3 separate regions of the Mus musculus genome follow, and all the other regions are linked to region 1. Evidence: chromatin contacts called from public Hi-C data. All regions are on one chromosome and are shown on one strand. Each heading gives the region's core, a stretch centred on a gene start, on an enhancer-like site or on the middle of the called end of the contact. The rest is flanking DNA. Distances are from core to core; before and after follow the strand shown. Region 1 has its middle 23 kb from the start of Gm35358. Region 2 has its middle 71 kb from the start of Gm35593. Region 3 has its middle 19 kb from the start of Gm26331.

The links. A called contact is a pair of places that touch in the nucleus more often than the background predicts.
Region 2: a Hi-C map of uterus shows a contact between it and region 1, with 2.0 times the contacts expected there. The contact joins two enhancer-like sites. A contact is called at or near these places in 1 of 484 Hi-C or Micro-C datasets (uterus), 1 of 115 datasets of contacts at active chromatin or transcription factors (embryonic stem cells) and 1 of 9 other capture datasets (embryonic stem cells).
Region 3: a Hi-C map of uterus shows a contact between it and region 1, with 5 times the contacts expected there. The contact joins two enhancer-like sites. A contact is called at or near these places in 8 of 484 Hi-C or Micro-C datasets (the G1E-ER4 cell line, embryonic stem cells and uterus), 4 of 115 datasets of contacts at active chromatin or transcription factors (embryonic basal ganglia, extraembryonic endoderm stem cells, microglia and 1 more) and 1 of 9 other capture datasets (embryonic stem cells).

What each region holds. Positions count from the first base shown.
Region 1 is chr8:89,152,021-89,154,894 of GRCm38.p6, reverse strand. No RefSeq gene overlaps it. Among named protein-coding and RNA genes, the nearest start is that of Gm35358, 23 kb to the right of the region's middle. Within about 2 kb of position 1,469, at least 10 of the 459 cell types and tissues checked have an H3K27ac peak or open chromatin away from gene starts, as enhancers often do. A contact at or near this core is called in uterus, where this site is marked.
Region 2 is chr8:89,496,861-89,499,888 of GRCm38.p6, reverse strand. No RefSeq gene overlaps it. Among named protein-coding and RNA genes, the nearest start is that of Gm35593, 71 kb to the right of the region's middle. Within about 2 kb of position 1,593, at least 8 of the 459 cell types and tissues checked have an H3K27ac peak or open chromatin away from gene starts, as enhancers often do. A contact at or near this core is called in uterus, where this site is marked.
Region 3 is chr8:89,569,354-89,572,189 of GRCm38.p6, reverse strand. No RefSeq gene overlaps it. Among named protein-coding and RNA genes, the nearest start is that of Gm26331, 19 kb to the left of the region's middle. Within about 2 kb of position 1,394, at least 21 of the 459 cell types and tissues checked have an H3K27ac peak or open chromatin away from gene starts, as enhancers often do. A contact at or near this core is called in uterus, where this site is marked.

The DNA of each region.
Region 1 (2,874 bases), core at 220-2,719:
TGTCCCTTGGTCCTTCCTACATCTCCTCTCCTCTGCTTCCTGCCTGCCATGAGGTGAGCAGTCATACTTGTCTGCTTCCCCGAGACCCCAGAGACAACAGAGCTAAGTCACAATGACTTCAGCCCTTCTCAAAGTGTGAACTAGCATCATTCTCTCCTCCCGTAATGTGTTTCTGTCAGCATACTGTCAAATCAACAAGCAAAGTGACTAATCTATTGTCTTCTGGTTCCTTCATGCTGTTGAGCCAGGGAGGCCTTCGGGAAACAAACAAGGCTCAAAAATTGTTTTTCAGAGAATGTGTATATGGGATGGATTAGAGCAGAGAGTTTCATCAACTCAGCCAACTAGTCCATCTTGACTGCTGTGTTCTGGTTTATATTCACAGACCTGGATGCTGGGATGATACAGTCTGCCGGCTCTGCTGGTCATGCACGAGGAAGGGAGGCCCGCTTCTTCAGATTACTTTTAACTATGGAAATTTTTCAGATATGATCAGACGTGTGGAGGGATGTCCAGTGAGCCCCCGTACCCCTTCCTTGGCTTCACCAGTGATTAGCTAGGGCCATTTTCTTTTCATCTTCAGCCCCGCCTGTCCCACTCTACCCCAGAGTACTTTGAAGAGAACCCAGACCTCATATATCTTTAAGATGCTCAGATTGCAGGGCCTTCCAAGAGCTGGAGAGCCCAGTCTGTTAGGGAAGAAAGGCATCCAATCTGTTATTACTATGCATCGTTCCCCAAAGAAGAATCCGGCTCATCCTCCTCCACAGGCGTGGCCTACTCTCCTCTCTGCTTCTTCATAGGAAGGAAATTATACTCTGCTGATTCTTGTCTGGAAATGTTCTGCCGGAATGGTTACAATGTTACCTGCTAAGACATCCCCCACCACTCCCTCCAAGATAGCCTTGCTCTCTTCCCGCCCACTTCTCTGCCTTGGTTCCTGCCACCCTCTCCATTTCCTTCTACCTGGTTTCTAGCATGCCACTTTCCAGCATGCCAAACTCCATTTCCCCCCTGCTGCATAATCCCAACAGAACCTTCTCTGTCCTGAGCACTGCACCACCGTCCTCCAAGCTGTTACAGACACAGGAACTAAAAGAGACACTTGGCTGCTAACATAAACATGGGCTGACCTTGTTCTTTCAAACAGTTCCTTATCTCCGCCCTAGCAATACTCCTTGAATAAGTAATAAATGCCAAAGAAAGTTACAGGGTGGGAGGGGGGGGAGACTAACAAAAATTATTATTATTACCTAAAGAGCCAGAAAGAGATAGCAAGGCTCTTCCACAGTTCCAACAGCATCTTTAGCAGCTGTGGGCTATATTAAAGCCAGGGGGTGGGGGAGGGAAGATAGGGTGTATTTCAAAGCTGCCTGCTTCAGGAACCAAACTTGAAGGGGGATGTTGTGTGGAATATGCCAAGTGTTTGAAGTGGACAAGATTTGTAGCATGTTGCCTTGATGCCTGTACATACTTAATAACAGATGTTTGGTCTCTCTAGACAGATAATTGTCCTGCTGTAAGGTTGACTTGACCTGCCTGAGCGTCCAACTTCGAGCGCCACAGCAATAACAAATGATCTGAGAGCCTCCTTTTTTTTTTTTTTTTTGCTGGGAGAATGCTCAGCCACGCTTCCTTTTAAGCACATAATTACTCGGCAGCAACCGAAGCCCATACATCGCTCTCTTCTAATGGCCACGCAGCCATTCGGCCATAATTTATGAGGACAGGGTTCAAAGTTTTAATAATATTTGGATAATATCATTGCCCACACGTCGGTGGTGCTGTGATGGATAGAAGGGGAGAGGGCTTATTTCGATTCCATGCATGACAGTGAGCGCGTTAACGACTGGGTACCCGGCATGGCCTTTATGGAAACTGCCACTCGGCCATCAGCTCATGAATTATAGATCTGGGTATGTGGGATTATAAACAGCAGTGGGGATCACACAGGGACTCTGTTCATGAGGCAGTGTCCTGTTAGCACCTCTTCCTTATGCAGATAAATGAATTGCAGGGCATTCAAAACGGCGTGAATAAACCCTCAGTGGATAACATATTAGCACATCAACATAAAAACCCGGGGCTGGGGCCTGCTTGGAGATATTTATGTTTATACTCTCTGCTGAAGTGGCTTCCTGATTTTTGGCTTCTCCCCACTCACCTCATAATTCCAGCATCCTAATGGCACCTCTGGGCACATTTCTAGGATGCTCTGCGGAGCCTGTTGACTTTTGTACACAGTTTTCTCAGATAAATTCCTTTTGGGAAGGCAGATGGGTAAAAGCTGCTCGTCAAGTTCAAGGCAGACTTGAGATTGCTTTGGGGAAATCACTCTGCGCCTTCAAGACATAGGCTCGGTTCCAGCCAGCGCCGGAGGAGTTGGCACCTGTATCTCCAGGAGCAGAAGGAAGAGGCAAGTGTGTGAGCCAGAAAGGAAGGAGCTTTAGAGATGCTGAGGTTCTGCTCCGTCCATGTAGGAGATCAGGTGACAAGAGGGAAGTTCAAACAGGAGAAAGGACTCCCAGCGATTATGACCCTTTGTTGCCAAGCCAAGATTCCCACCTCCTGAGAGCTCTTCCACGCTGCCTTATCTGGCCTGAATTTTTCTCTGCCCAAAATATAAACACCCAACAGCTCCAAATGATAGCGTTAAGACTAAGACTCCTGCACAACGCTTGCCAACTTCCTCCTGTTAATCTAGGCTCGACTCACCCTGAACTTTGACAAGGCTCGCGTGCCACAAGCATCCTTAAACTTCCACACTCAATATCCATTTAATCTGAAGGATTTATTTGGAAAGGACAGCAATTATAGCCCCACCTCAGAATAACTAGGAAATGTGTGTTTAAATCTCTTTAAGTACCTCCCTGG
Region 2 (3,028 bases), core at 344-2,843, 340 kb before region 1:
TCTGTGTGGAATGCTGTGCTCATGCCAGGGTAGCAGCAGCGGTCCTCACCTTCATTGCCACTGTAACAGGATGCCCCACAGAAAGGCGCTCTCAGTTTCAGAAGGCTCAGTCCATGCTTGCCTGGACTCATGTGTGTGGGCAGAACCTCACAGCCATGGGAACATGTGGCATAGGTTATCCCCTTATAGAAGAGCAAAGACAGAGTCCCCGAGATCTCACCCCCCCTCCCCCACACACACACGGGACCTATTTTCTTTGCCTATGCCTCATCTCCCAATATTCTATCAAGGTACAATCTCATCACGTGATTGTCCCTTTCCTTATGTCAGAGCTTTCAAGACCTAATCGTCACTGAAAACACCCTCCCTACATGCAGCCCTGGACACTGAAAACACAAACTATGTGATACTCAATCCCTTTAAGACATTGTTTCTCAACCTGTGGCTCTCAACCCCTTTGGCAAAAATCTATCTCTAAAAAGTATTTACAGCATGATTTATAACAGTAGCAAAACTACAGTTATGAAGGTGCAATGAAATAATCTTATGGTTGGGGAGGTCACTACAACATTAAGGATCTGTATGAAAGGGTCACAGTGTTCAGAAAGTTGGGGACCACTGCTTCAAACTGTCAATCAAGTTGAGCCATCACATTGGATGCTTAGTTATTATGGGTTTATAACCCAATTTCTTTTTGACCAAATGTGACCGCTGCAGTCATAGGGAAGTCCCTGACTATTCCAACTTTGTTTCAGTTAAAACATAGTTTCTTGAATTTTTCGAAAAGAATGACTGGGACCTTATGTAATAGAGATGTATAAAACAGAATTCACTTCTTTTTAGCTGTTGTGCATTAGGTTCTAAAGAATGTCATCTTCCTCGGTACCAATCATAGTCAACAAATACAGTCAAGTGAAGGGTCTAAGTTTGTTCAAGTTCCCCATACAGACATTATGATTATCTACATGTACTGAGCCAAGTCGGAGATGCAGATACAAAAGTTTTAAAGAGATTTTCAAGGGAAAGAAGTGCTTTTCCAGCCAAGATCACAACTGATTTTCTGGAGTTGAGTATAGTTCAGTTTGGGTCTGGGTTTAGGCAGACTGGGAGAAATCTACACAGTGTCCCTGTAATCCCCAGAACACTTTACACGTTAGAATGCTCTTGGATCAAATTCTCCCAAATTACTGAAAAAAGGGGAGGAGATATTAATCTGGTCCCTCCCTTAAACCGGGATGGAAAACTAAACTTGTTGAGATTTGCACAAACAGGCTTACAGCAACTCATGACACCAAAGCAAAGCCAGCAATCCACAACAATGAAAACAGAACCAGTAAGCACTTTTGGCTTCTCAGGACCCCCTTCCTATTTCCACTCTGGTTTTAAAACCCCCCCAAGACAATGGGGAAAGCTCTAATTGGCGCCTGGAAGGAGGTTCAGCATGGCCAGTTGCTAGTAAAACCGAAAGCATTTATTTATTATTTAATTTGTTTGCCCAGGAGACTTCGCTCCTGATGGAACATCTGGTTTTCATTGTAGCCCAACTTTTACCTAATTGTACAGCTGAGGAGATTAAGACACGAGGGGTCACAGGCCGAGCCCAGCCAGGACCCAGCCCCCTATGAGAGCTTTGCTCCTTGCTTCAGGGTAGAGACCACACTCCTTGCCTCTGGTCCTCTGGTGGAGACCTATAAATAAGAAAGGAAGTACTCTTTCATGTCTCTACACTGCCTGCTTCTGAGTCTCATTAATGATGGGACTAGAGGAGGAGGGTGAAGGAGGGGACCTGGGAGATGGCCCATGAGAGAGGAAAGGGCTTCAGTCACAGGCCATATGCAAAGGCATAGATAAAGCAAAGATGGGGTTGCTCTCTCAGAGTCAAAGTCCCTTTTCTCTGTCACCAAGAGACTGACACACAGCAAACACAGACCTTTGTCTAGCTCCTAGAGTAATAAGGAAGAATTCAATTCCCATGGTAACATCAGAAAGCTGCAATGGAAAAATAATAAATTCCTTCCTGTGATAGAAGCTGTCCCCAAGGGACTAGGGATATATTTTAAAGACGAACTTGAATCCATCTTTACCTCTTCCAGTGGGAACTTAGATGAACTCTTTAACCCCTCTCAGCCCTAGTTCCCAGTCTCATAGTTTTTTTTGGGGGGGGGGTTACATGAAGAATATGTGTATCCTCAAACACACAGAGGATGTAAGAAGAGATGGTTAAAAAACCAAAACCAAACAAACAACAGCAAATAGAAACAACCCAAAAAGCGATGGAAGAAGTCATGTTGTATTCTCTACCTCATTTCAAAAAAAAAAAAAGAAAAAAGAAAAAAAAAAGTGAGCTTCCCTTCAGGGTGACCAGTGTTGTACAATGATCAAAAAGGAAGAAGAAGCACAACTCTGGTTAGAGCTTCAGATCATGCTACACCCAAGGAAAAGAGGGAGGTTAGGACTCAGGATCTTGAAAATATGTAATAGTGAAAGAACTTAAAATCTGTAAGAGCTGAGTACCTGTTTCAGTCAGAACCCAGTCCACTAGGGCTAGAAGTAGGGAACACACCTGCATGGCAGAATTGGTTCAGAGGTTCAGTCCATTATCATTATAGTGGGAAGCATGACAGCATCTAGGCAGGCATGGCGCTTGAGGAGCTGAGAGTTCTACATCTTGTTCCAAAGGCAAACAGAAGAATGTCTCACAGGCAGCTAGGAGGATTGTCTCAAATCCCACCCCCACAGTGACACACGTCTTCCAACAAGGCCACACCTCCTAATAGTGCCACTTCCTGGGCCAAGCATATTCAAACCACCACGCCAAAAGACTGTAATGAAAGAAACCAGAGGACGAACCATACACACTATCCATCTGTCTATGCATCCATTGTTCAAATCACCTGTGTGAGCACAGAAGGTTGCAACTAAGCCTGGTTGGGAATTACAGTGGGGATTCAAAAGAGTTGGTGGACTGGGAGACTTTGGGGGTCAGGTGACTCTCAGGATCTGGATTTGGAATCTTGCTCTGATCATT
Region 3 (2,836 bases), core at 145-2,644, 420 kb before region 1:
CTTCTCCTGCGCAGTTTTCTCTCTACACAGTGTCGCTTGCCTACTCTTTATGGTTTTGTGCAAACAGGGCTGGCCAGCAGCCCGAACCCCAAGCGGAAAAAGGTTCTGAGCCCTTTACACTTTACCTAGTATAGCCCTCTGCGACCGGGGCGATTTAGGTGACGCACCTGCTGCCAGCAGATGGCGCTGCGCCGCACGTTTTGATACTGGTGTGCTTGGATGGCACTCATGGAGGGGACCTCTCAAAGTTTTGAGTGTGTGTGTGTGTGTGTGTGTGTGTGTGTGTGTGTGTGTGTGTGTGTGTGTGTGTGTGTGTGTGTGTGTGTGTGTGTGTGTGTGTGCCATTCCTGGGCTGCAACAATGTTTGTGGAATTAAGCAGTGATTTCCTTTAGTCTGAGCCACTCGTCCTGGCTGTGTGTTAAGGCCTAAATAATAAAGTTTGCCATACAGTGTGTTTTTTCTTCCTAGTGAAACCAGGAGTTTCAAACACATATGATGTCCTCACCCTTACTGTGTGGTTGTCAGCTAGCACAGGTCTGCATTTTCTGATCAAATCACTTCTGCAGCTTCCATAGTAGCAGGCAACACGCTTTGGGAGACAAAGAAGTGCTGAAAGAAAAGAAAGTAAGTAAGATCACCTAAGATTTTCTTTCTAAACAAACAAGGGAGTCCTCCTCCCCCTCCTCCCTTCTGCCTCTTCTTCCTTTTATTATTATTATTATTATTATTATTATTATTATTATTATTATTATTACATTTTTATCCCCTCCTTCTCTTCTTCTCTTTTATTTTCTTTTTTAAAAACTGGGCTTAAAAAAGAAAGCCTGAATTGTTAGGAGTAATATCAATATCAAGCCATTTTCAGAGAGAGAGAGAGAGAGAAGACTTTGGCTGCTTGAAGATGGGGTTGCTTTTTGTGACCTCTGGAAACACATGGACTCAATGACCATAAATAAAAAACTTGTGGAGAAAATGTAGGGACGTGGGGGAGAAAGGTCCAGAGTTTAAGGACCAAGTCAAACTGCAATGGGGTAAGGCAGATAGGAGGAGCCACAAGGATGACTTCCCTCTGCCAAGGGCCTGCGTTGGTGAGGTTTCACTATGTATTTAATGTTGCCATAAAATTCGTCTTCTCGGAGTAAACAAGGCCAGTCTGCATGCAACTCCATCAAGACATACGCAGCGTTGTTTGGGATAATGGATTTGATGGGAGTGAAAACAGTGGGGATTAAATGGACCCAGAATGGATAAATATAACTAATTGTCATCCCTTTCTATCCACATAAACATCCCTAGCACTGCAGAAAGGGAAGAGGGGGGCACCCTGCAGATACTCCTCTTAACTGACTGATGGCGCTGGGGCGGACAGAGTTCTAAAGACTTTCCCTCTGCCCTCAGTGAATTCGGCTTTTATGACCCCCACCCCCACCCACCCCCAACTCTGCAGTGAACACAAGAGCTGTACAACCCTGTTCAGAATAACTTCAAACTTCGTTTTCAACAATGTGGCTGGAACTTTTGAAGCTTGCAGAAGAACTCAGCTACTTTACACACACACACACACACACACACACACACACACACACACACACACACACACACTCACACACAAGGCAAAGCCTGAAATCAAACTTTAGAATTTTAAAAAGTTTTCATCGAGGGATCTGATTACTGCATGTGTGCACAGAGAGGGATAATATTAATGATTGCAATGGACTCTTTCTCACTGCAAGATTCGCTGTTGATTTTGTTATTTTGTCGCCCCCCCCCACCTCCCCCCAGCTGAGGACAGAACCCAGGCCCCTGTGCTTGCTAGGAAAGCACTCTACCACTGAGCTGAATTCCCAACCCTCACTGCTGATTTTGTAAATCGAGAATTATTGCTGCAAGCTTAGACAGTGCCTAGACATATACCTCGCACTAAAATACATCTATTTAAAGAAAGAAACATTTACATAGCTTTAAAAAAAACCTGTCACTTGACGCGGTAACTCCATTTGCAATGATTCAATAAATATAGTGTTTAACATTTGAAATGTATTTAAATCTGTTTTCACTTCTTTTAAGCTAAAGTTCAAAGACATTTGCAACCGAATGTCATTTATTATCAAGGCATGCTATTCATACCCGAATAGTGTTAGTATAGAAAAATGAAACTTCGAGTCTGTGAGTCATAGCAGTGTCTAAGGCTTACTCAGTAAAGCCAGCATGGCAACCTCTATCTGTGATCTCCGGAAGCTGATTTTTTTTTTTGATAGAAACTTAGAGCTGTCTTTCAAACAGAATCATCTGAAATTTAAAATTAGCCAAGGATTACAGTTTGCAAGAAGGCGTGTCTCCACCCCCAGTGTGAACCAGTGTCGTCAAAGTGAAAGGGGGAAGAAGGAAGGAATGGAGAAGATGTGGTTGTTTTGACACAAGGGAGAAAAGCTTTAGTGCCGTTTCATTTTTAACTTCATTTCAAATTATCTCCCAACCACCCTGGTATTTCTGCATGGAGATAATCACATCTCATCAGCTTGCGCCAGACCCGGCAGCTACGCAGCCAAGAGCTAACGTGGCTTCTCAGATCCGACCACTGAACACAGCTACAGCTCCGCAGAAGAATGGTGGGAACTGGCATGGCTGGATGCCCACCAGCCCCTCCAATATTTTGATTTTGTTTTTCTTTCTCTGGGTAACGTTAATTGTCCACAAGGTGTGTGAGGATGCCTCCCCTGGGACAAACCCCCAGAAAGGGAAAACACGAGGTTAAGAATGCATCACAAATCTGCCCCAGGGATGATAAGGATTTAGACTTGTTGACTAGCTGTGCAAGAACGGCCAGCTCGTGGA